Linked DNA regions of Sus scrofa: region 2 is linked to region 1. The links are chromatin contacts, called in public promoter capture Hi-C maps. All regions are on one chromosome and are shown on one strand. Each heading gives the region's core, a stretch centred on a gene start, on an enhancer-like site or on the middle of the called end of the contact. The rest is flanking DNA. Distances are from core to core; before and after follow the strand shown. Region 1 holds the start of MATN2 (matrilin-2). Region 2 holds the start of MTDH (metadherin).

Region 1 (7,409 bases), core at 3,096-5,595:
TTCCCCTAGAGCCTCCAAAAGGAACTCAGCCTTGCTAACACCTCAATTCTAGCCCAGTGAGACCTAGTGCAGGCTTCTGACCCTCAGAACTTAAGGCCAATACATTGTCTTGTTTTAGGCACTCGGTTTGTAATAATTTGTTACAGCAGCGATAAGAAACTAATACAAGCACCTAAAATCGCAATGGGGTGTTCCAGTGGGGAGGGAGACACATTCTGCAATGGTCAAGCTTCCTCTGACAATACTCTTAAAAGAACTTTTGAAAAATGTTAGCTAGTCCACCTGGTTAGCCACTGACTTTACATGCAGATATTTTGGTAAAAATCTAATTTTCAACCAGTGCACTCTGAGCATTACTACACACCACACAGTGGCGAATTAATTCACAATAACTATCTCATTTAACCCATGATATAGAGGGTATCGTGCCCATTTGATTCATGCTATAACTGAGGCTCAGATAGCAATCAGTGTGGGCAATAAATATTGAACACTCACTCTGAGCTCGGCATCATACTAAGCGCTGCATGTGTGTTAACTAATTTAATTCTCCCAACAATCCCATTTCCATTCACAGATGAGGAAACAGAGGCAGGGAGTCTAAGTAACTTTTCAAAATCCTTACAGGTGGTGAGTAACAGGGCTGAGACTAGAACCCAAGTCCTCTGGGTACCAAGATCAGGGTCGTACCCTCACCACCTCTCATCACTGTCAGCATCATCACCAATTACTGACAAGAGCCGAGGCTCCCAGGATAGAGCCCAGCCCTGCCTTTCTCTGAGTCCCCTTCAGGGTCCTGCCGGGTAAGGCAGTGGTAGCTGTCTGCCAAGCCATATGGCAGGGTTCAAAGATGACCTCACAGCTGGAGCTCCAAGTGGTAACTGGCCCCTTGGAAGGGCCTCCCTGGCACTGTTTACTAGCAACAGTGGTGACAGCCTCTACTCTCTCCTTGGCGCTTCAGCCCCCCTCCCCCGCCCCGTCCCCCTAAACCTCCTGACCTATTCCCACACGCACATCAAACAGGGGGACCCATCAAACAAGGGGACCCTGCCAAGCTTCCCTAAAGACAGGGAGTCCCAGGAAAGGGTCTCTCAAAGGCACATGCCGAAAACCAGAGGGTAGCGAGTCCCGCCCCAGGGACTCTGGCGCACTTGGCTGGTCTCAAGCTCAGCTGCTCACCCCTGAGCGCCAGTATGTCCCCTCTCGCCCACCTGCCTAGCTGCACACCCAACACCTCGTGTGCAGGCCAGGGTTTACCCTCTTGTCTTTCTCCACTCCTTCCTCCATCCCCACCCCACCTCACCCTTTCCTGTCCTAAGGTCCCAGCCAGAGCTGATTCTAGGAAAACAGAGGGATTTCTTCTAGACTCTTCAACAACTCTCTTATTCCTTCTCTATCTTTCAAGGAGCAACCATCTACATGCTTTCCTTTTCTTCCTTTCTTTGCTTTCTGTTTTTCGGCTGCACCCTCGGCATATGGAAGTTCCTGGGCCAGAAGTCAAACCCAAGCCACAGCAGCGACCCAAGGCACTGCAGTGATAACGATGGATCCGTAACCCACTGAGCCACAAGGGAATTTCTTCTTTATCCTTTTCTTTAAATCCTGGGCCTTGGAGTTCCTGTCGTGGTTCAGGGGAAACAAATCTGACTAGCATCCATGAGCACGTGGGTTCAATCCCTGGCCTTGCTCAGCGGGTAAAGGGTCCGGCATTGCCCTGAGCTGTGGTGTAGGCTGTAGATGTGGCTCAGATCACAAGTTGCTGTGGCTGTGGCACAGCTGGCAGCTACAGCTCCGATTTGATCCCTAGGCTGGGAACCTCCATATGCTGTGGGAGTGGCGCTAAAAAGCAAAAAAAAAAAAAAAAAAAAAAAAAAAATCCCGGGGCCTCATTTCAACAACCTCTTGCTGAAGATGGCATTGCTGGTAAGAACTTGGGGCATGACCACCATCTAAGGGTCTCTCAGAGGTGGACTCTGCTATAGCAGTTCCAGCCAGTGAGCTCAGGCCTCAGTGCCTCCAGTGTCCTGGGGCCTGGACACCAGAGCAAGCAACCCTGGAGCCTGCTGTGTAGAAAAGAAAGGCCTGGCAACAAGGGAGGCTGACTGAATTCTATTGGCAGGAATAGAAGTTGGGGCAGACAGGGAAACAGAAGGTGAAGAGCCACAGACATCCACATTCTCAACACGGGAGTCTCGGGGATCAAGCTTCAGGCGCTGAGAGGAAACTTTCCAGACTCTAAACCCATCTTGGTTTTCAGAGGCTGTCCTGTTGGAAGCAGGCAGGGAGAGCTGTGCATGACACACTCCTGAATGGAAAACTCCAGCTAAATACACGTGCATTATCTGCACCCTCGCGTATCGTTGGAGAACCTGTCTTCCGAAATTGGAGGAAGTGACTGTTTCCAGAAATGCCCTGCTTTTCTGAAGAGACAGGGGATGGAAAGCACCCCCTAATCCTAGGACGCCTGGATTAAGCTCTTTTTCTTTTTCGTTTCTCTTTTTTCTTTCGTTCTTTCTTTTTAGCACCGAACCCTCAGCATATGGAAATTCCCAGGCTAGGGGTCGAATGGGAGCTCCAGCTGCCAGCCTACACCACAGCCACAGCAATGCAGGATCCGAGCCGCTTCTGTGACCTACACCACAGCTCAAGGCAACCCCGGATCCCCCACCCATTGATCGAGGCCAGGGATAGTACCGGCATCCTCATGGTTACTAGTGGGATTTGCTTCTGCTGTGCCACAACCGGAAATCCGTGGATTAAGGTCTTTATTCCTCAAAGCCCTGTAGGTATTATCCTCCCCATTAGACAGATGAAGAGAGTGAGGCATAGATCAGCTGGGTCACTCCATGGTTACTAACCCGAAAGCTTCACTCACAGCCACGGTCTGAACCTAAGCAGGCCAACCCCAAAGTCACTGCTCTTGCCCCTTGCAGCCTCCTGCCTGGCCGATTGCTGGAAGTCAATTAAACACACTTGGCACAGATGCAGCCCGGCTCCCTGATTTACGATGGTTTGAAACTTGATCATTTGGGTTTGTTCAGAGTGAGAGCATGCGTTCCCCAGGAGCTACCTTCCTGTGCGTCCAGTTCTGGACACCTTAACGGGAGAGGGTCCCCATTTTTCTGTCCTCTCTCTCAACTGTTCTTGGGGGTTCTAGCAACGACCACAAAATGCCCTCCCCTTTCTTTCATTTCTCCACAATGAAGGGAAGCTGGAGCTTTAGCTGCCAGGGAGAACCAAGAACGAAATGCAGATGACACGGGCGTTAAATACCAGCCGACCAAGGTGGGGGGGTGGGGAGGGGGAGAGGCGGAATCGATCCTCTCGCCAGTTGAATAGGAATCACACGACGGATCCCCGCTCAACAAGTCTCCCTTTCCCGGGTCGGTAGAGACCAGGTCTGGGCGTCCCCGGGGCGAGGCACAGCGCCCCCACGGGGCCCTGCGGGGTGGCTGCTGCGCGGTGCGCCTGGCGCAGGGAGCGCGCGGAAATCGCCTGGCCCGGAGGCCTGACTTATCCCAGCCTGGGGTCCCGCAGCGTCGCCTACCCTCTCGCGCTCTGCCCCGAGGGGTCGGGAGACCCGGGCCTGGGCGGAGGGGGCACTCGGAGGGAGGGACCCCGCGGAACCGCAGGAGCCAGGCGCTGGCCTGGGGGCAGACTCGGCATGCGTCGGTGCCCAAGCTCTGTCTGTCTGTCCATTAGTCGGTGGATCTGTCTACGCCTCGAGGCTGCGGGGGCCATGCAGGGCCCCGGGGGGAGCGCGCCCCGCTCACCTGCAGCTGCTGCAGCCCGCGCCTGGGAAGCGAGACTAGGGCGCAGCCGCCTGGGTCCTCCTCGCTGGTCTCCTCGCCGCTCCGAGAGCCACGGCTCTCCTCAGGGATCGCTCGTGGGAGCCGAGGAAGAAGCCCGAGCCGCTACCGCTGTCTCCTCCTTCGCCGCTTCCTCCAACTCCCATCCCAGAGAGCTTCCCTCGCTAGCTGGCTGCCTGGGCGGCTCTGGGCCAGCGCGGGCGGGCGGCGGGGGAGGCGGCGCCGCGGAGGGTGGGGAGCGGGCCGGCGGGAGGAGGGGTGTCCTCTTTGGGGATGGGGCAGGCGCGGAGAGGGAGCGGCCGCGAAGACGGCCCCACCCTGCAGGCAACCCCGGGAGCTGGGCACCTTGGCCGCGCGCCCTGCCTTCTGCCACCTCGCTCCGCGCAGTCGGTCCGCAAGTCCGGGCGGGGATCGGACTCCAGGGGTCTGGAACCGCAGGCTCAGATCCACAAGGAGCTTTGGGGCTCGGCGGGAGGGGAGGGGGGTGTGAGATGGGGAAGCGAGGAGAGCATCTCCTGGGGGAAGGAAGGCGTGACAGGCGTCCTATTTCCTGAACTTGGGGTCATGATCTGCAGGAGGCGACGATCGATGACGCTGAGAAGAAAAAAAGTGGTGAGAACTGGGATAATTAGCAACAAGTACCAGAAGCTGTCTTGGCAGTGCCCAGAGCACCAGTGTCAATTCATCTTAACGGAGCGTCCACTGGCCGCGGACCAGGCCCTGGGGTGGGGAGGGGAGTAAGGATGGAAAGGAAACAAGCTCCTACCCTGAAGGAGCAGAGAAAGTCTAATCCAGGCAAGACTTTTGAAATGTTGGATGAAGATGTTTGCATTTTAGTGAAGGGGCGGGGGGGGGGGGGAACATGCCCTTAGAAGTCCCCAGGGACTTTGGAGGGATGCACCGGACAGGATTGGTCAGTGGCAGGGAAGGGGCTGGCGCTGCCCCCCTGTTCCTGTCCAGCTGGAAGTGGGGTCTGTACAACAGGCCAGAACATCTCCTAATAATTGCCCCAAAATTCTAACCTCAAACCATTAACCCAACCACTCAATTCAGGTTTTAACAAGCTATGGGGGAGAGGCAGCAGAACTGCGTTTCAAAATCTCTGGTGCCAGAGTCTGATCATTTAAAGTTCTCTTGGCTGCCTTTACCCTGAACCATCACTCCTATTTGATGACAAGGTTGGTTTCTGGAGAATAAATAAAAACCATGTACAAAATCAATTCTTCAGGAAAGCTCCAGGTGAGGAATTAAAATTACAGTCATGGAGTTCCTGTTGTGGCGCAGCAGAAACAAATCTAACTAGGAACCATGAGGTTTCGGGTTTGATCCCTGGCCGCGCTCAGTGGGTTAAGAATCCAGTGTTGCCATGAGCTGTGGTGTAGGTCGCAGATGCGGCTCAGATCCTGCGTTGCTGTGCCTTTGGTGTAGGCCGGCAGCTGTAGCTCTGATTTGACCTTTAGCCTGGGAACCTCCGTATGACGCGGGTGCGGGCCTAAAAAGCAAAAAAAAAAAGAAAGAAAAAAAGAAAAAATTCCAGCCATAAGGCAAGGGGTTAAGCCACTGGGCAGCTCAGTGGTATGTATCATGATGCCAAAAAAGAATCTTGGATTCATGTTCCCTTAGCCTGCACCTTAGGCCCACTGGGCACTCTTGGCTGCCTGCCTTGATTAGAAATAGTTTCTTTGTATGTCTTTGGGAGGAGGTAGGTGGAGGTCAGAAAGCAGAGGAAAGTCTTCCGGAAATGTTTGGTCTCTGCAGTTCTAGATCCCACAAATGAAAATTCTTCCTGAGTCTGGGCCAGTGAAAAAATCCCCCAGGAGCTAGGGAAGTTGAGTTACACTTTACGGAAACTTACAGTTTAAATGTGTTGCCTTCGTCCAAGACACCAGGATGATCCAGTCATTTACCAGGAAAACAACCGCAATTCCAAAATCCTTCCAAATGTTAAGGAACTGTCATTTAGAAACAGATTTCAGTGGGTCTGGTGTACGCCAGGGCAGATGGGTATTTTCCCCCAGGGAGGTCTATCAGAATTCTTCAGAAGAGGGAGTCTCCATAGGAAGCATCCCTGGAGCCAAGTGGAATAGGTCAATGAGTTGTTCTACCTTGTGGAATGATCTTCAGGTCTGCCGGGGGGGGGGGGGGGGGGGAAGCAAAAGTGTGTTCGAGATCCCAAAACATGAAGTCAGAAAAAAACCATGTCTTAATTTCCCAGTTACCTTTGAGGTGAATGCAAGTTAACACTCATACAGGCAGCTGGGGAAAGCCCAAATGTGCCTTGTTAACCACAGGGATTGCTATGGGCTCAGTGCAGGGACCTTTATTCACAAGTAGGGGGTTCCGATGATGTCCAGTTCTCATGCAGGCTCTCATGCAAGCAGACAAGAACAAGGGTGTATAGTGTCTCAGAATTCAAGAGTTAATTAGATGGATAACTGTTTAAACTACTTAGAGATCTGTAGCTATACTGGGTTCAACTCACTTCTCTGTCTCCACAGGGGTCTCTTGTGGAGCAAGAATTTGCATTGCTGGGGCTGTGGTGTAGGCCAGCAGCTGTAGCTCCCATTCGACCCCTAGCCTGGGAACTTCCATATGCCTCAGGTGCAGCCCTAAAAAGAAAAAAAAAAAAATTTAATTAAACAAAAAAGAATTTGAGGGGGATGGACAGTCATTTGATCCAGGCCTCTGGCACGTTCAGGAAAAGGCTCAAATATAGATTTTAGCCATAAGCATTCATTTGATCCTTGCAAACATTAAAACTTTTTCTTTTGTTTTGTTTTGCATTAAAACTCATCCTAGAGGGCAGATTGAAATGAGACTCTATCAGACCAAAGGGGACCAGAATATAAGGAAACCAAAGACCAGACAGATTGGGTCACAGAATTCATAGCCTAAAATATTTTTTTTTTCTTTTTATGGCTGCACCCATGGCATATGAAGTTCCTGGGCTACAGACTGAATCTGAGCCACAGCTGCAACCCACAACCCAGCTGCAGCAATGCCAGATCCTTTAACTCATTGTGCCAGGCCAGGGATCAAACCCATGTCTTTGCAGTGACCCGAACCACTGCAGTTGGATTCTTACCCCACTGTGCCACAGCAGGAACTCTAAAATAAATCTTGTATAAATTTTTTTTCTTGAAAATAGAAACATCACTTTTATCGTCAAGATAGGGCCACAATGGTCAGCGCCACAGGACACAAATGAGGAGGATTCTCAAATTGCAGTGTCACTTCACTGGCACTGTTTCTCTAGGTGACTGATGCTGTTTGACTCCCAGGTAAACTGTTGGAGTTCGTCCCTCTCCCACTCAGGTGGAAGGGCAGGTTGTCTCACCGGGAAGAGAAGCCTGACTCTTTGAGCCACCTCTGACCCTTTGGGTCAGTGCTCGAGATAAGGCAGAGAGGGGAGCATTGTAACTAGTGGCTGGGTGTCCACTCCAGCCTTGGGTAAGGCACCTCTTGCCTGGGGCAGTGCTTCCTTCCAGATGCACCATTAACATGCACAGCTGGTTCTAAGTCCAGAGTCTCCCCTAGAGAACAGGCTGGCTGATGGCACCATCATCCTAAGTGAAATGATTTCTAAATAAACGTATCATC
Region 2 (7,409 bases), core at 3,367-5,866, 200 kb after region 1:
TGTGCAGATTAAGTGAAAAATATTTACCAAATGCCTATTTCTTACATTGAACTAGGCGTCATGAAAAATACATACAAGAAAACAATGATTTCCAAAAATGCCACACAGTAAGCCCAGTGAAAAGTGCCACCCTTTCACGCCCCCCGCCCTCTTTACGGCTGCACCCTCAGCATATAGAAGTTCCCAGGCTTATGGAAGTTCCCAGGCTAGTGGTGGAATCAAAGCTGCAGCTGCAGGCCTGTGCCACAGCCGTGGTATCACTGGATCCGAGCGGCACCTGCAACCTATTCTGAAGCTTGAGGCAACTGAGCGAGGCCAAGGATCAAATCCACATCCTCATGGACACGATGTAGGGTTCCTAACCCGCTAAGCCACAATGGGAACGCCTCCTTTTACTTTTAATAGGGGAAGGAACTGCAATTCATGCCATAAAAGACCCATGGCAAAGATATTACAGGATTAAAAGCAAAAAAAAACCCCCAAGAATTAAAAAAAAATGCTTCTGAATAGATTTTTTAAAAGCTGAACAATGTGTACAAATAAAAACAGGCAGTTAGAAATGAATTTTCTTGAAAATTTGAGTTGTGAAATTTGGAATGATTTAAGAGAAAACTAAAAAGAATGGACTAAAAGGATGAAAATATTTAAACAAATATGCAAGGTCCTTCCAAAAAACTGTAGTACTTTACATCACTGAATCCACCTGAATCAGAATCAAGTATATCCTAAAATGTTTATCAGAATGATGTAGTAATAAAATACTGGGGAGTTCCTGCTGTGGCACAATGGGTGAAAAATCTGACTGCAGCAGCTTGGGTCCAATCCATGGCCTGGTGCAATGAGTTAAAGGATCTGGCGTTGCTGTAGGTCACATCTGCAGTTCAGATTCAATCCTGGGCCCAGAAAATTCCACTTGCTTGTGGGTGCAGTCATTAAAAAACAAAACTAAACTAAACTAAACTGGATTACAAGATTAATCATGACTCCACTTAGAAATCTCTCTTATACTATGGATCTTATGGCCCTAATGCAGTGAATGATTTTCAAACAAGCAAGAGAGCTTGTTAAAAGGGCAAATTTCCCAGACCCAATTCTACAGATTCTGAATTTATAAGATCTTTAGTGGGGCTCAGGAATCTACAATTTTTTTTTCTTTTTTGGCAGCACCCATGGCATATAGGAATCCACAAATTTTAACAAGCATTCAAAGTAACTCTATTCCAAGTAGTCAGGGTTAACATCTGAAAACTCCTACAGTGTTTTAACTCAACTAAGATCTTCAATCTATAAACAAGATAAGCTAATCGGAGCAAGGTTAAATGCTTTACTCAAGTTTAGAGTTCCCAATTCCTGCCAGGCCGACACTTGAGCCTTCATCCCCAGAGCCTTCACGGTTTCTTCAGCTTCTCCCACTACCTTGTTCCTACCCACTTTCAAAGCAAAATTCTGTGATAAGGTCTTTCCTGGCCACCTGGGCCCACGCTGGGGTTGCATTGTTAAGTTTTTGATATCTTTTTCCATGACTGGAATAAAAAGCTCCCTGGGGAGAAACTGAGCTTTTACTTTTGTATTCCTTTCACTGTGAGACATATGAGTATTCCTTTTTACCGCCTTCAAATTGCAAGCAGTATCCTCCTTTTCTCCCCCGCAAGTAAACACCTGGCACAGTGCAAAGCATAAGTACTAAATAAACGGCAGCTTATACTTCTCAACCCTGTAAAGCAGTGTTCTTCTAACTGTGGTACGCCTCAGAATCAAATGTGAAACCAATTTAGTGGGTCACAAATACTGCTGAAGAAAATGTGTGGGGGTACTGTAATGTAAAATGTTATTTTCTACTGTAGGTTGCAGTCAAAAGCATTTGAGAGCCACAGTTTTATCAATGTTGATAAGACTTTCCAACACATCTTCACCATCACGCAGGCAAATACATTTTCTCAGGAAACTAACATTCAACCATCCCGTTACTGTTCCTCTTCTCCAATCCCCAAAAGTGATACTAGATGGATTGAGCCATTCCCCTTCCTTAACCAAATGAAAAGGAGAAGGGAGAAGTCCTAAGTCTGTTGAGCATTTTTCACAGGACAAGTTCCACAGGAGCCTGCATGTGCTCCCTCTTCAGATGGATTACCAAAGTCATTCTTCAGCAGTATTTGTGACCCACTAAATTGGTTTCACATTTGATTCTGAGGAGTACCAGTCAGAAGAAGTTGTGATGCACTTCTTCGGATGGGCTCGTGGAACACTAGTCTCTCAACCCAACTTTACCTAAAATTCTAGATGTCCCAAACAGAGCTCTGAAGGTTTCACAACCTGTTTCATCCACACAGAGCCTACGATTATTAACGTGCTGTTTCCCCCCCCCCCAAGATCATCTTCCTATTTTGGAACCAGGTTCTTAATTTCCACCATAACATTACTTTCTGGTAATCCTTGATGCTCTCTACATATTTAAATAGAACTACGTATGTTCCAAATCAGTTCTATTTTCTCTTCTCCCAACTTAAGGTAGTATTCATACTGGCAAAGTTGTCTCCTTTTCCAGGTCAGGTATGTACCCTGCATTCTCTTAATCAGCAGGTCTAATCTAGGCCTAATACAGAAGTAACTGTGACCTGTCATTTTCTAATAGTCTTATTCTTTGTACTGTGCCCAACAATACCCTCATTACTTTAGCTTGAACTCAAACCCCACTTCCCCCCATAACTTGCCTAAATCCCTCCTATGGAATGACTTTCCCACTCACCAAACCTCATTTACACTGCTCACACCTCTACCGTACCCACCAATCAGTCTAAAACATATTAGCGTTATTTTTGAATCTGTCTCCTACACTACTCTCCATGACTGACTCTAACTCCCATGTGTATACCTCCCACTGTCCAGCCAACACCAGAGTGCATTTCACACAGCACTTTATTGTACTGAAAAGGTGAAGAGCTAAATTCAGTGGATATAAAAATAGGTTAGGAGCTGTTTCTAATTTTGCACACCCTCCATACTCTGCTCAACTGTACAGGATTTTCACAAGATAAATAAAAGCATGAACGTTGGATTGAGAGAACCATGGGGAAATGGCAATAAAGACGGGAGACTGTAGAAATAAAACGCGAAGGCCGGATAAAACGGATGCGATGCTCTCCGCATTTCCACACGTGCTCCGGTAAAACGGTGCCTTGACTCCCTCTCGCAGCCTTCACCATTCTGCTCTGTCATCCCTTTACTCTGTCTCAAATCCTCTCTCACCACTTAGCTGGACTTGCACTTGCCTTAGCGCTCTTTCAGGACCACGTCCCCCCGAGGTACATTAGCCAACAGACTAGACTCCCTCTTGCCTTGCTCCTGTGCCGGCCTCCATTGGCCACATTCACCAGAGTGAGAGTGGGCAACCATTTCCCTTCAACAGTCCCAACTAAAATGGAAGCGCGTCTAGACCTGGGTACCTTTAATCCTCGTGTGATCCCCCCCACATTTTTAGGTCACCGTTATCTCCTCCCCTGACAACCACCTCAATGTGACTTGAACCCGGCTCTGTGTGCCCAGGCGCAGTCTTGCCACAACTTCCCAGGACCACCTTAAGGTCCCATCGCCCTCCACACACACATGCAGCCTGCCCAGTAGGCCTCAGAGAGTTGGTATGTCATTCCGGCGGTCTGGGTTCCCGAAAAAGACTTGACTTCTAGGCGCTTTTATTTGAACCTACCCCATACCGTCTAACTTCCTCCCTTGAAACTGCTCGTATCCACCCGTCCTATACTTCCTGAGTTTCCACCATTCTCCAAGTAACGTGTCCACCGATCACCTCCTCCGTCCGGGGAGACCTGCGCCCCGGCTCCCGACTGATCTCACTCCTTCCCTTTTCCATTCCCGACTGGGGCTACTGGAGCTCGGCCTCCGGCTCCGCTCAAGGGGCTCCACGCCGGCCCCTCGCCCTCACTCTCCCACCGCTCCTCCCCTACTCACTTTGGGCTTCTCGGGCAATTTCTTTCGGTTCTTCTTCTTCTGCTCCTCGTTCCTGAGATTCTTGAGCAGGGCTAGGTCATCAGCGGCCGGGGCTGGCGAGGCCGCCGCCTCCTCCCGCTTGCGGGGCGGGCTCCTCTGCTTTTTGCGGGCGCCGGCGCAAGCCGCGGCCCAGCCGTAGCCGAGCAGGAAGAGCAGCAGCAGCCCGAGGGCGCCCGTGCCCACCAGGATCACCCAGCCCGGGTACCGCTTCGGCTCCAGCCCCAGGTCGAGGCCCAGCTCGGTGCGCAGAAAGCTTAGGCCGACCGAGAGCATTTCTCGTAGCCGGGCCGAGCCCTCCTCGGCCTGGTGGGCCAGCTCGTCCTGCCAGCTCCGTGCAGCCATCTTCCCTCCCGTCAGGGGGACTCTCGGGATGACGCTGGGGCGCACAGACGCCGTGGGACAGTCAAGGGAAGCAAGGAAGGGCCGGGCCGGTCTGCCTCAGGCCGAGCGCATCGCGGCCGCCCCTCGCGCCGGGGCCGGGGATCGGCCGCTCCTGTCGCCAGGAGAGGGGGCTCCCAGTTCCCCCTTGTCAGCCTCACTCCGCCGCCGCCAAGAGGAGGGGGGCGGCGGGAGGGAGTGTCTCCAGTGGCGGCCGCTAAGCGGCGTGTCGGCGCCAGTGCCAGGCCCCGCTGTCCTCCTTCGGCGGAACAATGGCGGCTGCGGCCGCGACCCACGCCGCGCGCAGAGACGTCGAGCAGGGCCGCGGGTCACGTGGGAGCAGGTGGGCGTGGCGTGGGTGTCACGTGGGCGCGAGCGAGGCCGGGCTGGGCGGGAGCTGTTGGAGCGAGGGAACCGCCGTGGCGGCGGCTGGTGGTGACACATCTGGGCCTGGTGGAGGCGCCGCGCTTTGGGTACGGGTGACTCTGGGCGGAAGGCTAGGAGGGGTTAACTGGAGGAAGCCTTTTCGGGGTGGCTGGTGGCCGGGAGCTGGGAGACGTGGCGCTTTGAATGAGTCCAGGGGAGGGGCTCTCGAGGAAGGCTGGGGGCTGCGGGGGGTGTGGAAGAGGGCGAAGAGCGAGGAACCGGGTCACAGGTTCTAGGTCAAAGTCGCCTCAGTAGGTGTCTGTTTTCTTCGTTCTTTTTCTGGGAGAGGTGTTGAAGTGGAAGCGCTTTTTTCACCCTGGGGCGACTAAATGGTTCCAGCGTGGGCTCAGCTGAGTCTGGAGCTGGGCACTCTTCTTCGAGGGCCTGAGTTTATTTAGTTGTCAAATGGGGTTTGTATTCTTCAGGGCCACCTTACCCGCATTGCGTGCCTACCATTTGCCTGTCCGGCCAGGGCGCTTTCGCGTGGTTTCACTCCACTCTTGCTCTTCGTGCTGTCAGTTAGTGGAACTCAAAAGGTGGAAAGCCCATGGACAGCGTTATTTTCCTACTCATTTCGAGCTTCAGCAAGAAATAATGAGAAACACGTTAGATTGTATTATACATATAGAGGTAAGTTTCCTTGTGCTTTAAGCTTTTATGCAAGTTCACAAAAGGAGTTTCCAAAAATTCTATTTAAAAATTTTTTTAAAAATTCTTGGTAATTTACAACGTTGTGCTAATTTCTGCTGTACAGCAAAGTGACTCAGTTATACATAAAACTTCTATTTTTGTATGCTGTGCTGACCATATCTGGGTAGAAATGAATTTTCAGATCTTAATTACAAAGATTATATTTGGGGGCTGCTTTAGATTTTTGAAGTTACATTTCCCTGTAAGGAAACTCAGTGTTTTATCATTAGCTAATAATTAGCGTGTAAGCAAGTGTCCTAAGTGAACTAAATACAGACTTTTTCAAAGACTAGGAAAGGGGTAATATTAATAAGTACAGAGTGCCAAAAATGTATTTAGGAGTATTTTGACCTACTTTTGCAGTGGCGTTGTAATGCATGTTGTGATTAATGGGTGGAAAGGAGTTTGGTAAATAATAAATAAAATAAATAAACGACTCTTGCTAAGCTTTATACAGACTTATAATTAAAGACAGTGTAAATTACAAAGCACAAAACTTCGATGTCATCAGAATTGCTTTATCTCTACAAGGTTCCAAGTTCCATTTATATTTATGAAAGTGGTGTATAATTCTATATTTGGTTCCAGAGACATGAAGGGTGGTGATGTTCCTAAGAAGTCCCACTGCCCTTTCTAGGTTAACACCTGTGGATTTATTTGTTTATTTATTTTTGTCTTTTGGTGGCTACACCCATGGCATGTGGAAGTTCCCAGGCTTCGGGTCCAATCTGAGCTGTAGCTGCTGGACTTCGCCACAGCTCCAGCAACACCAGATCTGAGCCTCGTCTTCGACCTACACCACAGCTCACAGCAATGCTGGATCCTTAACCCCCTGAACAAGGATAGGGATTGAATCTGTGTCCTCACCGATACTAGTTGGGTTCATTACTGCTGAGCCACGACGCGGGAACTCTAACCCCTAAGGATTTATGAATTAAGCTATTATACAGTAATTATAGCTGGGTTTGCCTATTCCTTTGGCAGCCTGTCAAGTATTGATTATGTTAAATCCTATCACTGTTCCTTCTTTTTCCTGTTACTCTCCTTTGACCTTAAAACACTGTTTATATTCTTTTGCATTTCATGTGGTCATGAGCATTCATGTTAATTTAATAGCCCATTTGATAAAGCTTGCCAGGGATGTCTGGTAGCCCCACAAAGTTAGGTTTATTAACTTGGAGCAGAGTGAAATTTAGGTAGAATTTAAATGAAGCAATGCTTTGAAGGACTCAAAGCAAAACAAGCTGTGTCTAAAAGAGTTAACATCAGGCTTGGCCTAAGTAGACTCAGAATTCTAACTCCTTGGAAATGGCAAAGTTAATACAAATGTGAAATGTCATTTCTGAAACTCTTTCCTTGAAGCAGGTAGGTTGAAAATGAAGACTGCTTATTCTGAGAGTCAGAGTGACACATACAATGGAATACCACTCAGAAATAAAAAGGAGTGGACTATAAATATGTACAGCAATATTCATGAATCTCAACATAATTATGCTGAGTGAAAGAAGCCAGGCAAAAAAAACTATGTACTGTATGATTATTTCATTTACATAAAACTAGAAAATGCAAACTAATGTATAGTGACAGCAAATCAGTAGTGACTTGGCAGGGGAGATGGGGAGCAAGGAGAGGTGAGAGGGAGGGATTATGAAGGGGCCAGAGGAAACTGCAGAGTGAGAGATGCGTTATCTTTATTGCTATGAACTTAGCAGGTTGTATACTTTAGATATTGTAGTTTGTGTCAAATATACCTCAATAAACAGTTCACAGAATTTTTTGTGTGTTTTAAGTTTTTAGGGCTGCACCTGTGGCACATGAAAGTTTCCAGTTTAGGGGTCTAATCAGAGCTGCTGCTGCTGGCCTCTGCGACGGTCACAGCAACGTGGGATCCAAGCTGCATCTGCGACCGACAC

The links. Promoter capture Hi-C pulls out the DNA fragments that hold promoters and counts their contacts.
Region 2: a promoter capture Hi-C map of fetal liver shows a contact between it and region 1, with 2.0 times the contacts expected there. The contact joins the promoter of MTDH here to the promoter of MATN2 in region 1. A contact is called at or near these places in 2 of 5 promoter capture datasets (fetal liver and fetal skeletal muscle) and 1 of 2 datasets of contacts at active chromatin or transcription factors (skeletal muscle).

The regions. Positions count from the first base shown.
Region 1 is chr4:38,910,738-38,918,146 of Sscrofa11.1, forward strand. It overlaps MATN2 (matrilin-2), which reads right to left and starts at 4,346. Exons shown (of 19, transcript XM_021089066.1): 1 at 3,774-4,346.
Region 2 is chr4:39,108,689-39,116,097 of Sscrofa11.1, forward strand. It overlaps MTDH (metadherin), which reads right to left and starts at 4,617. Exons shown (of 12, transcript NM_001244623.1): 1 at 3,964-4,617. The coding sequence starts at 4,344.